Regions from separate parts of the Mus musculus genome. Here region 1 is linked to region 2. Evidence: chromatin contacts called from public promoter capture Hi-C data. All regions are on one chromosome and are shown on one strand. The core of a region is the stretch at or near the end of the contact, and the rest is flanking DNA. Distances in the headings are between cores, read along the strand shown. Region 1 holds the start of Snapin (SNAP-associated protein). Region 2 overlaps Tpm3 (tropomyosin 3, gamma).

Region 1 (6,262 bases), core at 2,323-4,822, 400 kb before region 2:
TGAAATGTTTCCTTTGCCATCTGACAGAAAAGGCTGGAGAAACTTTCAGGAGACAGTGCTGCTTTCTGGCTCTGGTGGCTTCTCCATGTTTAAGATTCCGGGATGCAGAACTGGCAGTGTCATCCAGTGTCCAAGCTGTTTTATAGCAGCATACTGAGTGGGCCACCTGCCATAAACTGCTTTAGCAAGACCTCTAGCACAGTCAACAAACAGGAGCACAGCGATTTCTCTGCTATTCAGTGAACTTGATCAATGCCCTTTTCAACAATATCTGGACCTCGGACTGGTGATACAATAGGACTTTGAATCTCCAGTGGCTGTGGCAGCTCTGAATATCTGCTTTCCCTCTGTGTGCTTCATCTCTCTTGAGTTCCAGGCCAGCCCAGGCTTCACAGACCCTGCCTCAAAAACAGGATATAATAAAAGTGCATAAGACAGTTTACCTCTTGTATCTAGGTATACAGTTCAGTAGCAGCAAATGCATGATCATGTACCTTCCCAGGCCGGGACTCTTACCCACTATGCAATTGTATTCTCCACTCCTCCCAATCCAGTCCTGCTTTTGGTGTTTGCCAGTGCTGAGAATCAGGTAACCTGGAGCCTCAGGCATGCTGTGCAAGTGTCCTCACACAGCCACAACTTCAGCCCTGTCCTGCATTTTTATCTCCATGAATTTGACCATTCATATAAATGAAACCATATATTTGTTCTTTGGAGGCTGGGTTATTTTGTGTAGCAAAAACATCCTTCCATCCCATAATCAGCCTCTAAACACTGACACCATTGCATACGCCAGCAAGATTTTGCTGAAAGGACCCTTATATAGCTGTCTCTTGTGAGGCTATGCCAGTGCCTGGCAAACACATAAGTGGATGCTCACAGTCGGCTATTGGATGGAACACAGGGCCCCCAATGGAGGAGCTAGAGAAAGTACCCAAGGAGCTAAAGGGATCTGCAACCCTATAGGTGGAACAACATTATGAACTAACCAGTACCCTAGCCATCCCTGTCCTAGTCTATATCTGGGTTTCACTCTTAAATCCATTTATCTTTAAGGCATATACAATTTTGTGCATATTTGATGCCATTAAGAATATTCTTGGGTGAGAAAAAGCTAAAGAGATGGTTCAGTGATTTAAGAGTACTTACTGCTCTTGCAGAGGTCTCCAGATGGGTTCCCATATCAGGAAGCTCCTGTTAACTCCAGCTCTAGGGAATCCAACACTCCTGTCTTCAAAGCCCCAGGGGATTTTTTGTCTCTGAGCACTCTCACACGCAGGCACACACACACCTGCACCTAGTTTTCAAGTAGTGATTTTTACAGCAATCTGTCAGAGAGCTGAAGCAATGGCTTAGGACATGATGCTTTTTCAGAGACCTGGTTTGGTTCCATGTACCCTTGTCAGCAGCTTACAACTGCCTGTAACCAACTCCTCTGATCTCCCTAGGAACCTAATATGTACATACCTTTCCTCACACCTGCATATACACACCAAAAAACAAAACAAAGCAAAAAGGTAGAGCCAGCAAAATGGCTCTGAAAGTTAAGGGGCCTACTGCCAAACCTGAAGGTTCAATGCTGGGGACCCACATGATGGAAGGAGAGAATTGACCTCTCACAAATTGTTCTCTGACCTCTACCCATATGCCATGGCAAAGGTTTCCACACACACATGAACACACACAAAATAAAACTGAAAAACAAATCAAAAACAACTTTAGAAGCTAAAGCTGGTATAAGCCTGAACCTGAGGCAGGAGGATCACATACATAGTCAAGGCCTGTGTGTACTACAAAGCAAATTCAAGTCCAATCTGGCAATTTAGTGAAACCTTATCTCAAAAAGTGAGGTGGGGGTAGAGGGAAGGTACAGTAGGACTATAGCTCAGCAGAACATTTGTCTAGCAATCACAAGGCCCTGGTTTCAAGCCCCCCTCAAAAATTTCAGCAAAACAAAAAACCCTTAACTTTAAATCCTGTCATGGTGGCACAGACCTGTAACTCCAGCACTTGAAAGACTTAAAACAGAGCTTGTACACTATGCCCCTCCTTAGAATTGGGAACAAAACACCCATGGAAGGAGTTACAGAGACAAAGTTTGGAGCTGAGATGAAAGGTTGGACCATGTAGAGACTGCCATATCCAGGGATCCACCCCATAATCAGCATCCAAACGCTGACACCATTGCATACACTAGCAAGATTTTATCGAAAGGACCCAGATGTAGCTGTCTCTTGTGAGACTATGCCGGGGCCTAGCAAACACAGAAGTGGATGCTCACAGTCAGCTAATGGATAGATCACAGGGCTCCCAATGGAGGAGCTAGAGAAAGTAGCCAAGGAGCTAAAGGGATCTGCAACCCTATAGGTGGAACAACATTATGAACTAACCAGTACCCCGGAGCTCTTGACTCTAGCTGCATATGTATCAAAAGATGGCCTAGTCGGCCATCACTGGAAAGAGAGGCCCATTGGACAAACAAACTTTATATGCCCCAGTACAGGGGAACGCCAGGGCCAAAAAGGGGGAGTGGGTGGGTAGGGGAGTGGGGGTGGGTGGCTATGGGGGACTTTTGGTATAGCATTGGAAATGTAAATGAGCTAAATACCTAATAAAAAATGGAAAAAAAAAAACAGAGCTTGTGAGCTCAAGGCTAGCCTTGGTAACACGGCAGGACTTTCTCTAACAAAAATAGCAAATCTTTAGAAATAAAACTCGAGGGCAGTGGTGGGATACACCTTTAATCCCAGCACTGGAGTTCAAGGGCAGCCAGAGTGAGTTCCAGGACAGCCAGGGCCACACAAAGAAATCCTGTCTGCAAGAAAGAGGGAGAGGGAGATAGATGGGGAGAGGGCAAAAAAAAAAAAAAAAAAAAAAAAAGAGGGAGTGGGAGAGAGGAAGAGAGAGAAAAGAAAGAACCCTTAACATGAATATTACATGGCTTTCTCATCAATTCCCATGGAGAAGGCTATGGACAATAGCACTTAGATGGCTCAGCGGTTAGGAGTACTAACTGCTCCTGAGTTCAAAACACAGCAACCTTCAAATCCCAACAACCACATGGTGGCTCACAACCAGCTGTAATGAGATCTGATGCCCTCTTCTGGCGAGTCTGAAGACAGCTACAATGTACTTACATATGATAAATCTTTTTTAAAAAGGAAAGAAGGAAGAGGAAGAAGAGGAAGAAGAAGTAGAAGAGGAGGAGGAGGAGGAAAGAGAGAGAGAAAGGAAAGAAAGAAAGGAAGGAAGGAAGGAAGGAAGGAAGAAAGAAAAGAAAGAAAGAAAGAAAGAAAGAAAGAAAGAAAGAAAGAAAGAAAGAAAGAAAGAAAGAAAGAAAGAAAGAAAGAAAGAAAGAAAGAAAAGATCAGCCTGGTTTACATAGTTACAGGGCAATCTATCTCCAGAAGTCTAGATCCGCCCCCTACAGGCCCATGGAAGAAGAGGCTCTGGTCCCGGCCCGCTTGCCGGGGCTCACTGAGGACTCCATTTCCCAGCTATCCCACTGCCGTCTGGGCTGTATATCTAAGCGCCCTCTCGCGGTGCACAGCGGCGGTCTGGAGTTCCCGGCGACCCTCGCGGCAGGCTGAGGGCGTCAGGGCAGTTCGCGATGGCCGCGGCTGGTTCCGCTGCTGTGTCAGGGGCCGGGACCCCAGTGGCGGGGCCCACAGGCCGCGACCTCTTTGCCGAGGGGCTCCTGGAGTTCCTGCGACCCGCGGTGCAGCAGCTCGACTCTCACGTGCACGCGGTCAGGTGCAGGACCGGGTTGCTGGGGGCGGGGCCTAGGGAACTGGCTTTGTAGGGGCGGGGCCCCGAAGAAATACTAGATACATTCTTGAGACACTGATGTTGAGACTGGGTAAATAGGCGGAAGGGCCTGGGTGAGGCCTTGAAGTTGAGGTTGGCTTGTCTCAGTATTTGGGGAATAAGTAGAATTCGTTTCCCGCGTCCCAGTCACTGACCGTTGTAGACTTTTGTACCACTTTGCAGAGAAAGCCAAGTAGAGCTCCGGGAACAAATTGACAACCTAGCTACAGGTGAGTGAGCAGCCAGGATACCTAGAATCCCTGATCTCACTTTCGGGAACTTTGTTTCCCCAGGTTTTAGGCTAAGTTTCTGTCACTTGCTTCTCAATATCAGAACTACCCAAGGACTCCAATTTCTGGGGATATTTTAGGACAGAATGGAAGAAGGGAAGGTGTCTGTGGCCCACACAAGACTGCAAGAGTATTTTTCATCCCATTCCTCTCTTCCATTCCCTAAGAACAAAAAATGAGCCATTAGATGTTGGTTGCCCATTTCCTCTTCCCAGAACTGTGCCGGATCAATGAGGATCAGAAAGTGGCCCTGGATCTGGACCCCTATGTTAAGAAGCTGCTTAATGCCAGGCGACGAGTTGTCTTGGTCAACAATATTTTACAGAATGCACAGGTAAAATAATAAAATAGTAATAATAATAATAATCCCAGCAGTGCATGGTGGTACATGCTGTAGTTTCAGCATTTGGTAGGCTAAGGCAAGAAGGATGGCTTGAACTTTGAGCAGAGCCTGGACTATCAAATCAGCTAGGGCTACATAGCATGACCCTCTTTCAAAAAAATTTCTTCTTGTTTATCCTGCTTTATGTCTTCAACACTGTGAAGCAACTATGGGGGAAAAGAGTGGTGTTAACTAATCTGATAATAAAGGCCCATATTCCCCTCACCCCATTACTAGGCCTCAAACTAGACAAGTGCCAATTCTTAACTTCTAATTCTTAACTTCTAGTGGCTGTCATTTACAAGTCCATTTTAACGTAAAGGGCTGGCTTGAAAAGAGCCAAAGCCAGCTGGACATATAAGCAGGCAAATTTCTGAGTTTGAGGCCATCCTGGTCTACAGAGCAAGTTCCAGGGCTACACAGAGAAAAAACAGTCTGGGGACAGGGGCAGAGGGGACTCAGTTAAAACCTTTTACAGCAGTCATTAGATTCCCCATCTTCCTGTCTTACAGGAACGACTAAGGCGGTTAAACCACAGCGTGGCCAAGGAAACAGCTCGCAGGAGAGCTATGCTGGATTCAGGAGTTTACCCTCCTGGTTCTCCAAGCAAATAAGCACGGGCCCGTGACCTGAGTATACAAGTACAATTCTCCAACGGCTTTGTCTGGTAGACACGAGAAGATTCCAGGAAAGTCTCTGTAGACCTTTGATTTTTTTTGCACTATGTACTCATTCATGTAGCCGCCTCAAGAAACATGCGTACGGCAGGACTATTTCCTAAAGAACCTCCATCACAGCTTGTCCATCCAAGAAAGAGCCTCTACCTTTTGGGTTTTGTTAATCTTGAGACAAGATCTCAGTATGTAGTCCCGGCTGGCCTCAAACATGTCCTCTTGCCTTAGCCTCCTGAATGCTGGGATTATAATAGGCATGTGTCAGAGTGCCGGGCTCAAGCCTCTATATATTTCCCCCAAAGAATACTAAGTAAATTAGGCATCGTGTGGTAGAAAATTGAGAAAACACCAGATTTAGTGAGAAAGTATACTCCTATTTCTCCCCCTCTGCTTCACCACAGTTCCTCTCAGAAGGTAATAACCTTTCCAGGATCATCTTACACTCTATAATGTTTAGGTTAACTCCTATTAACAAGTTTCGCAACTGTTGCCTTCATTGCTACCCAAGGAGAGCATGCCAGATAGCGAGGATCCAAGGTCAAGGCAGAGCCTTGACAGCTAAGAGTCCTAAGCTTTTGCGATTTTTTTTTTTGTTTAGACTACATATTTTAAGGGCTAGAGGGATGGCTCAATGGTTAAGAACACTGGTGATTCTTCCAGATGGCGTCCAGTGCTTAGCGCCCACATGGTGACTCACAGCAGCCTCTAACTCCAGCTCCAGGGGAACCCAATGCCCTTGTCTGGCCTTTTGGCCCAGCACACACACACATATGATGCAGATATATATGCAGGCAAAACAACCATCCTCATAAAATAAAATTTAAAAGTTACATATTTAAGCGCCATCCTTTCCAGGCTTAGCCAGCCAGTGTTAACCATCCTGTTACTCCTATTACTGGGGCTGGGCAGTTTCCTTTACCTGTAACTCCACTTTGTTTACAACTGAGGACTTAGGTAAAGTCAAGGTAAATAATTTATCCTCTTGGCCACCCTGGCTTGACTATGTTAATATTAAGTATTGCTCAACATTATTAAATAAATGCTTGTACTGGTTATTTTAACAAAAAAATTTATTTTATTATGGTTTCAAAGGGTTCAGGACATGGTCA
Region 2 (6,279 bases), core at 317-2,816:
AAGAGATACCCAAAGTGGCCATGGGGTGGCATGCACAAAACCATGGCTTCCATTTCAACTCACAGTCAAGATTTAAGATATCTGAGATCAAATTGGAGATAAATACAGCCATTACATCTTTTCAAAGGATGGATGGCAGATTCCAGAAATAAGTAGACTTACTATAAAGGAAAAGATTTAAAAATCCTGCAAGTCTAGCATTAACACAGGACAGGACGCATCCAATATTCCAAGTCACTACCATTTCTCTGATGCACAGACCAAAGGCTCAAGATTAGCGGGCAAGGCCTTCCTTTCTCACACGCCCTCATGTGCTCCATACCTTCCAGGTCATCAATGGTCTTCTCCAGCTTGGCTACCGATCTTTCAGCAAACTCAGCACGGGTCTCTGCCTGAGGAAGCACAACAACAAACAGAATGAAAGATGGTTACTTCCTCCTCTCGTGCCTCTAAGCCATTTGAGCCAAGGCCAGCAAGGCTCAGGATTAATATTACAATATTAACGCCTCCTATCGTTCATGCGGCTCAGCCCCTCAGCTCACCTCCTTGAGTTTATCAGTAAGAATCTTTATTTCTTCTTCATACTTGTCTTCTTTTTGAGAGTACTGTAAAGAAAAGTAGAATACAAATTTCAGAGTAGAGACCATCTCACAGACAACAGCCATATTATTCTCACATAAGTCATAGACATTCTTCTGGATTTGATTTGGTCCAGGACTAAAAAAAGCAAGAGTCCTAAGACCCAACTATCTGCAAACAAAACTTGCAGTGTAAACTTCACCAGGACCTTTTTTTTTCTTTTGTTAACAGACCTAAATTTTCATCCTACTTCTGTCAACCCAAAGTGCTTTTCCTTTCTCCAAGTTAACGAGCAGGAATCGACAGTTAAAGCATCCCTCATGATGGTAAGTGGCAATCATCTGCCCTGACTGCTCCTAGACAGGTCTCGAGAGCTGGCGCTCTGTTGCCCCATCTTATGCTCCTTATAACTGATTTTGAGCACGGCAGTATCAACTCAAGGAGCACACTCCAGGAGCACCGCAGACCAGAGTTATTTAAACCCGAGATGGGGGGGGGGGGGTACAGAGGAGTTAGCATTAACCTACTCTCTGATAGACAAAGGTGGGAAGGAAGAGAACGCTCGCTTTTCCCTCGATTTATTATACAGAATGGGTATGTCTTTCATTATTATTATACAGAATGGGTATGTCTTGTTTCATTAAGGGCAGGGCTGGGCCCAAGCCCCAAAGCCTGTGCATCTTCACAAACCAGCCCTACCTTCTCCGCCTGAGCCTCAAGAGACTTGAGGTTGTTGGTGACATTCTTCAGCTCCTCCTCCAGCTCAGAACACTTACTGTGAACATTTTAATACCAAAGGAGAGGAAAAGGGGAAGAGGAAGAGGAAGAAAAAAAAAGGGGAGAGAGACACACAGATGTGAATTGAGCCTATGTGTAGAGAGAGCTGGGCTGTATATCAGGGAGGAAAAGCTGCTGGGTAACCTGAGCAGGTATCAACCCTCCTCCCCCTAGCACGGAGCAGGTAGGTATGCTAGGAGCTGGCCCTCCTGTGCTCGGAGTGTTTGGCTCTGATAAAGAAAGAACACTTGAGAGAAATCACTCACTACCAGGGAACAGTTATGACTGCTACTTGGGGGGTGGATACAGGGACAGAGGCCCAACCTAACAACCCCCAAACACCCAGGGGAGGCAGAGACCCTCAGGGGGAGGCAGTGAAGCAACTAGGAAAGAAGAGATGAGAGATGCCAAGTAAGTGGAAAGGAAGAATGGAGCATTCCATGGAGATGAGAACGCACTCAACAAATCAACTGGTGGAGGGAGGCAGCTGCAAAACAAAACCAAACCGAAGGAGACCATACCACACACACGGAAGGAAGCTCTCCGTGCGCGGGCTTCAGGGTTAGTACCTTTTCTTCAGCAGCACTCAGACACTTCAGGTTCTGGTCCATCAGTCTGATCTGTTCATCCATCTCTCGGCAACGGCTGTTAGTGACAGTCACGGGAATGGCACAAGCCAGGTTGTGGGGAAAAGGTTAAAAAAGGAAGAGCAAGAAAACAAGCCGCAAGACGGGGTGTGGGGTGGGTCAAAACAACAAACAGATGGAAAGGAAACACCGCCATGGTCATGATATATGTCATGTCTGAAGAGGACGGGGAGTGTGCGAGGCAAGCACAACACATACACATCCACGCTGACTTTGTTACACAAGGCCAAGCTGGTACCAAGGCAGCAGGTGATTTCTCTAAAGCCTTTGCTCTCAAGTTTCCAGGCAGATTGGCAAAGTTTGTAAAAAAAAAAAAAAAAAAAAAAAAAAAGAGACCAGGCCCGAAATCGGTACAGGCCAAGGAGGAATAGATTCCAGGAGGAAGGACCCAATAGGATCTTCCAACTAGCCAGTGGCCATATTAGTCTCTATGGTCCCTCTATTTGAGAATCTTCCCAAGAATAAGCAAGCTTTGTTCCCTGTTTCTAGTCAAGGTAAGAGAAAGCCCAAAGCCATTCTTGGAGGCTAAAAGCACTACAGAGGACCACCACCCTCCAGGGCCTGTTTAACAAGGTCAAAGGAAGGCTAGTTTACTCGGAATTAGTGCCCAAGCAGGCAGGATGAGCTGACAAGATCTGGAGACAAAATACTCACGACTCTGCCAGCTCAGCACGTTCCTCCGTGCGTTCCAAGTCTCCTTCAATAATCACCAACTTACGAGCCACCTAGAAGAAAAGACCCCAGTACGGCTCAATCAAGCCAGGGCGATAGCTATCCCCTCTTGACTGTCTTTGCAGGGCCCGCACGCACTGCAGAGGCAACTCACCTCTTCATACTTCCTATCGGCCTCTTCTGCAATGTGCTTTGCTTCCTTTAGCTGGATTTCCTGGAGTTCCATCTTTTCTTCATCTTTTAGAGCCCGATTTTCAATCACCTTCATACCTCTGCCGGAAACAGAATGAAAGAATGAACACAGCAATGACATTCTGAGCTGGGCATCAACTCCATTTCAAACACTCAAAACCACGCCCTTCCCAGTCCCATTCCTGTTCCGCTGCCCAAACAGAAATTCCATAGCATTCCAGCACCTGTACCATTTAACTGAAAACTTTTCCTTATAAAACAAACAAATTTGGGCCAGGGAATGGGATTTAACAATAGAACAGGTGCCTGGTATTTGCAAGGCCCGAGTTCAATTTGCATAGTATAAAATAATACTAGTAATATAAAATCACTACCATTTAAAAAGTAGGTCTCAGGGGCTGGGAGGGTAAGTCAGTGGTAGAGGATGTGCTTAGCACAGAAGGTAGATACTGTGTTCAATCTGCAAAAACAAAAGCAGGTCTAGACCAGGATACGGTGGAACAGGCCTGCAATCCCAGCAATTAAAAAGTGGAGGCGAAGCCCAGCATGGTGGCGCACACCTTTAATCCCAGCACTCAGGCGGCAGAGGCAGGCGGATTTCTGAGTTCGAGGCCAGCCTGGTCTACAAAGTGAGTTCCAGGACAGCCAGGGCTACACAGAGAAACCCTGTCTCAAAAAACCAAAACCAAAACCAAACAAACAAACAAAAACAAACCCAAAGAGTGGAGGCGGGAGGCTCAAGAGTTCAAAGCCAGTCTGGGTTACATGAGACCATGCCTCAAACAAAAAACACAAACAAAACAAAAAACAGGTCTAGTGGAAAATCCAGGTCAGAGCCACTATCAGCTTTACTGTCTGCAGTGCCAGGGATGGAACCCAGGACACCTCAGGCCAGGCAGGAGAGGGCTGCTCCACCCAGAAGCCCCGCCGGCCTATTCTTTTGGGATTCACACACCTCTCACTCTCATCAGCAGCCTTCTCTGCTTCCTCCAGCTTCTGCAAAGCAGTGGCAAGGCGCTCCTGCGCACGGTCCAGCTCCTCTTCAACCAGCTGGATCCTGCGGTTCAAGGAGGCCACCTCAGCTTCAGCCTTCAATCAATGGGAAATGGAAAACAAATCAACTTCTGGTGAGAAAACCAACTGTAACAGAAGGCTAGACCTGACTACTATGAAGAAGCCAGTCGTGTAGGTAAGATAGAGCCTGTCTTGCTTTAAATGCTAAAGATCTAACTACATGATTACTAATCAGTTTCCTCCTTCCCTAGCTAAGAACTCCCATTGGTTAAACAGGAAATGTTTTGCTCATGTGAACTAACCTCACGTAGCCCACGCTGGCTTGAACGTGCCATGGAGTACCTCCCAAGTGTTGAGATTACAGGTATGTTCCACAATGTCCAATTTATGCTGTGTGAGGGATAGAACCCAGGGTTTTGTGCATGTCCGACAAGCACTCTAACAAAGGGGTGGTACCCTCAGCCCTGCAGAGCATTCTAAAATTCAGTTCCTTATCCACACAGTATCATTTTTTCTCTTCTGGACTCAATTCAAATCCCAGAACCTATAAGGGCCAACAAAGCCGGGTGTATTGACACACACCTTCAATTGTGGCACGCAGGAGGCAGAGGCAAGTAGGTCTCCCTGAGTCTGAAGCCAGTCTAGTCCTAGTCTACACAGTGAGATCCTGTCTCAAAAAAGCAGCTAGAGGAGACAGACTTCTCCTTCAATGACAGCTACTTCCAGTTTTCAACTCCAGATCCTCCTGAGTGTTGGGACTACAGGCAAATGCCAGGATACCCGGTGTTTAGTATTTCTATCATTTTATATTTCTCTATGTATACCAGTTTAACCTTGTGATCTCCTTCCCCGAACACACCAGGAAGATGACCAACTAATGCCTTCCAGACAGCTCTCCAGACAGGAAAGGGAAAGGACGCAAGATTGGGCTCTCTTGGGCTGCAAAGATGACTCAACAGCTAAAGGTACCAGATGCCAAGGCTGAGGATCTGAGCCCTACTTCTGGGAACCACACGGGGGACAAAGAGAACTAGTCCCCACAAACTGTCCATCTTCCCCCACCCCGCCCCTTCAGTGTGTTCCCTTATAAAAAACAAACAAGAACCCTAGCTTCCACCTAGCGCCACGCCTCTGGCTGGCTGCCTGCCTTTCTATTCTATGCCTCTAACAACCTCCTACTAAGCTTCACTGGACTTCAGTACAATTCCTAATAGTAACTTCCCTGGCTTCATATGCAACAAAGCACACGCTCAAGTCCAAGTAAGTCACCAACATAGCTGGTCTACTGTCAGTCTGGAAGGGGTTCTCACAGATGGGATTATACGTGGCCACAATCTAGCACTCTGAAGACAGGGTAAGTTCAATGCCAACGTGGGCTACCCAAGGAGACCCTGTTTCAAACAAATAAACACCACCCCAAATTTAAGATCTTTGCTACACATGATGACGTTCAAACGCTTCTATCCCGGTGAACTCTGGCTCCCCTCTCCAGCCCAGACTGTGCCTGAATTCCATTACCCTGGTTTCCTCTAACAGTCAAGGGTGGTAGCAGCTGGAGAATCTGGGCCATCAGCCCTACAGGGAGGGATATAACTGGATAAGATCCTGCTAACAGTCAGGATTGGAACAAAAATTTCCACATACAAACACAGGAGAGATTGGGGAAGGAGGCAGGAGACCAGGATAAGGGAAAAAAATTAAACTGAGAAGTCTACATAAATTGAAATTCCTGAGAAACCATTTGTGTTCCTAACTCTACCATTCAGAACACCACAAAGGCAAGCATTCTCTAGTTCTGTCTCTTCTAGGAAAACAGATGTCCTGGAAGACAACACAGATTTATCCTCACAAACTCAACAGGGCCAACCAGTCCAGAGCAAGCCAGGCTATCAGACCAGGGCTGTGATACACTCACAATACCACACAGTACTTACCCCTTACGACGGTTACAACAAAAACATGAAAAATGCAGCCTGAGGGGCTGGAGAGATGGCTCGGCAGTTAACAGCACCAGTTGCTCTTACAGAGAACCCAGGTTTGATTCCCAGCACCCACACAGTGATCCACAACCATCCATAATTCCAGTTTCAGAGGCTCCAAAGCCCTCTTCTGACTTCCATGGGCACCAAACACATACATGGTACACATACATACACCACACAGGCAAAAACACTGATTCACAGAAAAATCAATAAACCTGGGGGTGGGGGGAATTAAAGAGAAAAATGCAGCTGGATCTGCAGGAAGCACATGAAATGTTAAGTCCCTTTCCAGCTCCTAGTTACCCAAACTGGAAAAAGATAACAGGCTCTGGGGGCAGGGTATAGTTCCCATGGCAACAAGCTGGCTCTGGCACTTTCTTCTACCAAACAGCATTTACAACTGAATTCTTCACAAG

What was found. Promoter capture Hi-C pulls out the DNA fragments that hold promoters and counts their contacts.
Region 1: a promoter capture Hi-C map of cranial neural crest shows a contact between it and region 2. The contact joins the promoter of Snapin here to the enhancer-like site in region 2. A contact is called at or near these places in 3 of 39 promoter capture datasets (the C10 cell line, cranial neural crest and pre-B cells) and 2 of 115 datasets of contacts at active chromatin or transcription factors (embryonic stem cells and pancreatic cancer cells).

What each region holds. Positions count from the first base shown.
Region 1 is chr3:90,488,323-90,494,584 of GRCm38.p6, reverse strand. It overlaps Snapin (SNAP-associated protein), which reads left to right and starts at 3,572. Exons shown (of 4, transcript NM_133854.3): 1 at 3,572-3,753; 2 at 3,991-4,037; 3 at 4,313-4,431; 4 at 4,992-6,262. The coding sequence starts at 3,611. The coding sequence ends at 5,093. Ilf2 (interleukin enhancer binding factor 2) reads right to left here. Exons shown (of 14, transcript NM_026374.3): 14 at 6,206-6,262.
Region 2 is chr3:90,084,123-90,090,401 of GRCm38.p6, reverse strand. It overlaps Tpm3 (tropomyosin 3, gamma), which reads right to left. Exons shown (of 10, transcript NM_001293748.1): 3 at 3,823-3,956; 4 at 2,830-2,947; 5 at 2,658-2,728; 6 at 1,279-1,354; 7 at 543-605; 8 at 323-392. Among named protein-coding and RNA genes, the nearest start is that of Tpm3, 15 kb to the right of the region's middle. Within about 2 kb of position 1,566, at least 2 of the 459 cell types and tissues checked have an H3K27ac peak or open chromatin away from gene starts, as enhancers often do.